2 separate regions of the Sus scrofa genome follow, and region 1 is linked to region 2. Evidence: chromatin contacts called from public HiChIP or PLAC-seq data. All regions are on one chromosome and are shown on one strand. The core of a region is the stretch at or near the end of the contact, and the rest is flanking DNA. Distances in the headings are between cores, read along the strand shown.

The links. HiChIP or PLAC-seq counts read pairs in DNA pulled down with a chosen protein or histone mark.
Region 1: an H3K27ac HiChIP or PLAC-seq map of skeletal muscle shows a contact between it and region 2. The contact joins two enhancer-like sites. A contact is called at or near these places in 12 of 47 Hi-C or Micro-C datasets (alveolar macrophages, blood, brain and 6 more) and 1 of 2 datasets of contacts at active chromatin or transcription factors (skeletal muscle).

The regions. Positions count from the first base shown.
Region 1 is chr17:31,802,321-31,805,564 of Sscrofa11.1, reverse strand. It overlaps PANK2 (pantothenate kinase 2, mitochondrial), which reads left to right. Exons shown (of 7, transcript XM_021078060.1): 7 at 2,606-3,244. The coding sequence ends at 2,656. Among named protein-coding and RNA genes, the nearest start is that of MIR103-2, 5.0 kb to the left of the region's middle. Within about 2 kb of position 1,329, at least 11 of the 83 cell types and tissues checked have an H3K27ac peak or open chromatin away from gene starts, as enhancers often do. A contact at or near this core is called in skeletal muscle, where this site is marked.
Region 2 is chr17:31,655,911-31,659,315 of Sscrofa11.1, reverse strand. No RefSeq gene overlaps it. Among named protein-coding and RNA genes, the nearest start is that of RNF24, 48 kb to the left of the region's middle. Within about 2 kb of position 1,900, at least 22 of the 83 cell types and tissues checked have an H3K27ac peak or open chromatin away from gene starts, as enhancers often do. A contact at or near this core is called in skeletal muscle, where this site is marked.

The sequences.
Region 1 (3,244 bases), core at 80-2,579, 150 kb before region 2:
GAACCTGCACTGCAGCTGGATCCTTAACCTGCTGTGCCACAAGGGAACTCCTAAATCAAAGTAGGATTTGAAGTGATATATAAAGAGGTTGCTTTTTCTTTTAAAGTTACTGTGTTTTTCCTTTTTTTTTTTTTTTTTTTTTCTCTTTTTGCCATTTCTTTGTGCCGCTTCCGCGGCATATGGAGGTTCCCAGGCTAGGGGTCTAATCAGAGCTGTAGCCACTAGCCTACGCCAGAGCCACAGCAACGCAGGATCCGAGCCGCGTCTGCAACCTACACCACAGCTCACGGCGACGCCGGATCGTTAACCCATTGAGCAAGGGCAGGGACCGAACCCGCAACCTCATGGTTTCTAGTTGGATTCATTAACCACTGCGCCACGACGGGAACTCCTGCTTTTCCTTTTTAAGTTGCTTAAGTTCATAGGTAAAACCCAGAGTGCATGATTTCCCATATCAGAAAGCTTCAAAGTTTGTCATCTAACTTTGTTTTTACTTTTAATGTTATTATGTTAGTAAATCGGTACTGAATTATTTTTGTTTCTTGTACCTTTTATCTACATCTCGTTTTTTGTAATCTCTGACCTGTTTTATTTTGCTTAATGTTAGAATAAAAGGAGACCCTGTGTAATGTTATATCTTAGTGTAACTTGCCTCTGGCTGAGTTTCTAGCTCTTGTTGAGGTTTCTAGGCAGAATGTGGAGGTGAGTTTCTTAGGTTAACTTTTTTTTTTTTTTAACTTAGATTTTTTTCACATCTTAATAATTACTATGACACGAACCTTTTAGGGAATTTTGTTTCTCAGTTTTCGCTCTTTCTGTCTGCTGACTTCATTTTCCTCTTTGGTTGGCTCTGTTGGCTCTGTTTGTCTCCGATTTGCATTTACATCTAGGCCCCTGGCTCTGGTGTCGGGGACTTGTGGAAGCCTGCTTATTTTAGGCTCTCTGAGTCATGAAGCATTCTCTTGCCTGCACACTGGGGTCAGTGTGACTGTTGTCGTGAAAGCTTTGTATAGATTCTTCTCAGGCCTTTCTCTTTCATTCTCTGCTGTTCTCGTCTTACACGTCTTGGTTTGTAACAACCTCTCTCAGTCCTGTCTTTTACCAGATAATAGGTTCTGGGTCTGCAGAGCAACTCAGTATAATGGTTAACTCTGTCTCTTCTTCTTTTTTTTTTTTTTTTTGTTCTCAAATAGAACACAGATATAGAAAAGCACATAATGTGTAGAGGTAACTGTTGAATTCTGTCCTCTGGCTGTGACTGAGGGTCTCTGGGTGCCGCCAAGTCTTACCCAGCTGCGTCCCTCCTGCAGTTTCTGACTTCCTTTCACAACACATCCGTGTGGCTGCTTGTTTTTAAAACCAGGAAATCGAGGGAAAGAGCAGGCTTCAGCCTCTGTTGTGTGGCCACATGTTATTTGGAGAAGCTTTTCTTGTAAAATAGACTGGGCTTTGGTTATTTCTGTTCTTTTAGAGACTTCTCGTACGTTCTTCAAACCCACAAGCAAGTCTTTCAGGATCGTCCCGTGTTCCTTTTTCAGTCATTTCTCTTTAAAGTACTTGACTGTCTGATCTCATCCTATGGAGACCTTGATGGATTTTGTGTCATTGAAATCAACTATACTAGGAAAAAAAACTTACGGAAAAAAAAAAAAGATTTTGTATCATTGTTTGATTATTCTGATTCCTATTGGCATTCTCTTTCTGCCAGTATGGGTTTTGTCTCATGTTCTTTTGTATTTAACCCTTGTTTTGGTTTCAGTTTGGGTTGTCAGGTCTTGGTTGTACTGGACCTCGACTGCTTTTGCTGCAGCAGATGGTCCGGCATGGTCTTCCTTCAGCTGCTGCTTCTCTGTCTCACCCTCGGCCCTCCCCTCAGGTGCTTCTGTTGTTCTTCCCCGCTCTCTGCAAGCTGCCTTAGGACGCTCTTGTCCTCTGCTGCCCTGAGCGCTGCCCAGCTCCAGCCACCCGGTGACTCCCTGGGTGTGGCTGCGTGGCTGCCCGGCCACCCCAGCCTTGCCCGTGCTCTGTGGAGCCCCCTTTGTGGCTTTCTGCATCTCTCGCTCATGTGTCCTTGTTCTCAGGGGTGGTGTCAGCGGGTGTGTGGGAGGGGCCTCAGCCTCCCTGCCACCTTCATTCCCTTCTTTACATGAGTCTTGAATTCATCCTACCCGCTTCCTGCTCCCCTTTCCACCTGCAGCCCAGCCACGCCCTCACCCTCCATGAGCTGCCCCCACTTCTCCTGCTTCCTTACACTTCATCTCATCTTCCTTGGTTCTGGAGTTTACTGCAAATGCTCCAGGTCCCTGCTGCTTCTCACCCAGAACACAGCGCAGGCCCTGTCTCTTACAGACGGGGCCCCTGCGGGCCTCGTAGCTTGTGGGGCCCCCACTGTGGGTTCTGGTCTGACGCGACAGGGTCCTCCCGGGCCTGGGCACTCCTCAGAGCTTCTCTGCTCCAGGCTGGCCTTGAGCTTAGCAAAGTGGGCCTCAGGAAACTGGTGTCAGGAGTTAAGGGCTGTGTTGGCTTTAATCATATTGATAGTAATTTAAATAAATCTAAGGAGAATTGCTCTTATTTTTCTTTTCTTTCTTTTTTTTTTTTTCAGGGTTATTTTGGAGCTGTTGGAGCCCTTCTTGAGCTGTTGAAGATACCCTGATACCTGGGGAGAGGTTCCTGGAACTTTCCACAATGGGATCTGTGGACTTGTTTTTTTTTAAGAGACTCATTCAGTTTTATGATTGTGTGCTACCTGAATCAGAGCGAGAAAGGACGAGTGTATTTTTCTAAGTCATCAAGATAAATCCTTAAAAATTCAGTCTAAACTAATAACCAGTAAGGAAAGATATATATTAAAAAAAAAGTGGACCATGTCCATGTTGGCGAGGATTCATTGTATTTAATTGCTCTTCACTGTAGCTTTGTTCAACGTGCTGTGTTAGTTTAAAATTCAGCATCACTCAGTGGAGCTGCTTCAGAGGAGACCTGTTCTGTGTTCTACCGCCTGTGACTTTGTGTCCCATTGAAGTCGCTAAATGTAAGGAAGCTACTTTGTATTATAATCTAATCACAAATTTGTTAATATGGCTTTGGAGATCATCTTCTGTGCGGTAACTGTCATGTGCGTTTAGCCTTTTGTGAACATGTTGAGAAACGTGTTTCAAGGTTCTGCAGACTTACTGAGCAGGTTAATTCTGTGCCTGTACTGTTAACAGTTAAGCATCTTTGGGGAGTGCAGTTCCAGGTT
Region 2 (3,405 bases), core at 651-3,150:
GAACTTCTGTATGCTGCAGATGCAGCCCTAAAAAGACAAAGAAAGAAAGAAAGAAAAGAAAGGAAAAGAATTGTCACTTTGTCACTTCTGTGTTCTATTGGCCAAAGCAATTCACAAGGCCAACCTGGATTCAAGGGGTGAGGAAATACAAAGATGACAAGAGATACAAAGTCACATTGCAAAGGGTGTGGCTATGGGACGAGGAATAATTGTGGCCATGTTTATAATTAATTTATCACAGAGGGTTTGAGGGGAGTTGGCAGAACATGAAACAGCAAGAGAAGAGCCCTGGGGACAGGAAGGCGGGCTGGGAAACAATCACAATAGTGACTGGGAAGAGAAGGATAGGGCGTTTGCCCAGACTCTAAGATGGGGTAGATCTGGATGGGGGAGAATAGAGGAAATGGAGTGGGAACTGAATTGGGGGCCTGACGGGCCAGGCAAGGGACAAAACCATCCACAGAGTTAGGATGTCAGCAGGTGACTGCTGGTGAAAGAGCCATCTGCTTTGGAGCCCTACCCTGGAAGGGCCTTGGAGGCCTGGGGAGATGGCAGCTTAGGTGCGCATTGAGTCCTGAGTCTTCTGCTGCCTGTAGGCTGGGAGATCTTTCAGGGCCTCTAACATTTCCTGGGCTTGGTGTTCCCCTCAGTAGGGTAGGGAGAGGAGCTCTAACCTTGTTGGGCTGTTAGGTGATAAACTGAGAGCCATAGTATGTGGAAGCATTTTGTAAACTCTTCTGGGGTAAACACTGACTAGTGGTTTTATGGCTTCGTTTTGTTTTTTAATTTAAGAGACATTAGTCACCTAGGGATGGTGGCCAGGAGAGGCCTAGGGGGGAGCATGAAGGGGGAGGAGGAGGACTCAGGGTTTGAGGGAAAGGACTGCTGTCAGGGCTGCTCAGGGCTGCTGAGGTGGCAGGAAAAGAAAGATCTAGACAAAAAACAAAACAAAACAAAAAAGGAGTTCCCTTTGTGGCTCAGGGGTTAATGAACCTGACTAGGATCCATGAGGATGTGGGTTCGATCCCTGGCCATGCTCAGTGGATTAAGGATCCAGCATTGCTGTGAGCTGTGGTGTATGTCGCAGACATGGCTGGGATTCCAAGTTGCTGTTGCTGTGGTGTAGACTGGCAGCTACAGCTCTGATTGGACCCCTAGCATGGGAACTTCCATATGCCACAGGTGCAGCCCTAAAAAGCAAAAAACAAAAATACAAGAAACAAAAAACAGAAGAAAGATCCAGAGAGAGAGGGTGGTGGCCTGTCCAGAGTCCCTACAACTTGGGGTTGGGGAAGCCTTGGGACAGCCTCTGTGTGGTGCATTCATACCTAGTGGCTCTGTGTTCCCTAAGATGTTGAGCTCAGAGAGTTGGGGGTCAGGGTAGTGGCCACGTGGTGGAAGAAGTGAGTCTCCCTGCATCGTCCTCCAAAGGCCAACTCCTGGGTGGTCTGGACCAAGCTTAGTACAGCTCCCCCTCCTTTCTCCCTTTTTATGCCTGCCACTCTGAGAAGTCCAGTGGCATTGTTGCTTCCAGATGTGGCCTCCAGATGTGGCCTGGAGCAGTTCCAGGTAGATCAAGGATGCAGAGGCATTAGCCAACCTCCTGGCTTTTCCTTCTCCTTCCTTCTCCAACGGGGCCTGCCCGGTGCTGTCCTCTCCCCTGCCTCCCTTCCACCACGAGGTCAGGGTACCAGGTACCTGGAGGCACTGGGAATGGATAAATAAATACCAGTTATAAATAAACTTGAGCCAGACAGATGCATCTTTATTCATGTTGGAAAGAGCTTATAACAGGGGGAGTGGAAAACTCTCAAATGTTTCCGTTTCGAGCGGTCCCAGTGGCTCTTGGAGGAGGAAGGGAGCTGTTTCCTTGGCTGGGGAGCCGCCAGGGCACTGGGCTCAGGGCCAGCCCAAGCCTGGGAGGAGCTGCTTAAATCCTCCTTCCTACTGGGAACAGCCTGGGCCCTGGTGTCTCACCAGCATGGAGCCCCTGTTGGGGGGAAAAGGCAGCAGCTCTTTTATTAGCAGCAGACTCTGCTATCAACCCAGGTGGTGCCCCTAGGAGTGAGTTCTCTGGTTGCCTGGACAAGTGTGTATCAGAGTGAAGAGTGTGTTTAAATTCTTTAGGGTTCCTGTTCAAATGCAGATTCTGATTTAATCTGAGTGGGGAGAGGCCTGGGGTTTTGCATTACTAGCTAGGTCTCAGGTGATCCCAGAGCTGCCAGTCTGTAGATCATATTTTGAGTAGCAAAGGTCTAGACTGGACATCTAAAACATATCTAAATTTTCAGAGTTCCCATCGTGACTCAGCGGTAATCAACCCGACTAGTATCCATGAGGATACAGGTTTGATTCCTGGCCTCGCTCAGTGGGTTAAGAATCTGGCATTGCCATGAACTGCGGTGTAGGTCACAGACACGACTCTCATCCTGTGTTGCTGTGGCTGTGGTGTCGGCTGGCAGCTGCATCTCCAATTCGACCCCTAGCCTGGGAACTTACATATATCATATCATGGGCACAGCCTGAAAAAGACAAAAACAGAAAAACCAAAAAAAGCAATATCTAAACTTTGGACACTTTTCTTTTTTTCTGCAGGTTTTCCTGATATTTTCTGGGTTTGTTTTTTAAGTTCCAAAAGCATCAAAGTGTGGACAGTGAAAAATCTCCTACTTCTGTCCCTAAGAACCCAGTGATCCTTTCCCATGACCAACTGGTGTTGGTTTTCGTGTATGTCCTTCCAGACACATTTTATGAATATTCAAGATTCTCTTCTCTCTCCTTGCCCTGTTTTGGATATTACTTGATACATACTGTTTTGAATTTTGCTTTTTTCACTTAACAAATACTTTGGACATCACTCCAGTTCCTTCTTTCTTTCTCTAAAGTCACACAGTTTTGGGAGTTCCCATCGTGGTGAAGCAGAAATGACTCCAACTAGGAACCATGAGGTTGCCGGTTTGATCCCCAGCCTCCCTCAGTGGGTTGATCCCGTGTTGCCACGAGCTGTGGTGTAGCTCACAGACACGGCTCGGATCTGGTGTTGTTGTGGCTCTGGTGTAGGCCGGTGGCTGCAGCTCTGATTCAACCCCTAGCCTGGAAACCTCCATATGCCATAGGTGCAGCCCTAAAAAGATAAAAAGACAAAAATAAAATAAAGTCACACAGTTTCATTATACATCATAGCTGCCTGGGCAAATGTGCTTTGATGGACACTTGATTTTGTGCAATCTTTTGCTCTTGCTGACAGTGATGCAATGACTACCTTAGTGCCCTAGGTGTGAATCTATTTGGAAAATAAAGGTTTGAGAGTGGAAATGTAGGGCCAAAGGATATCTGCATTTGTAATTTTGGTGAATATTGTCAAATTGATCTCCCCAGAGAGGTTGTGCTGACAACAGAGAGGCC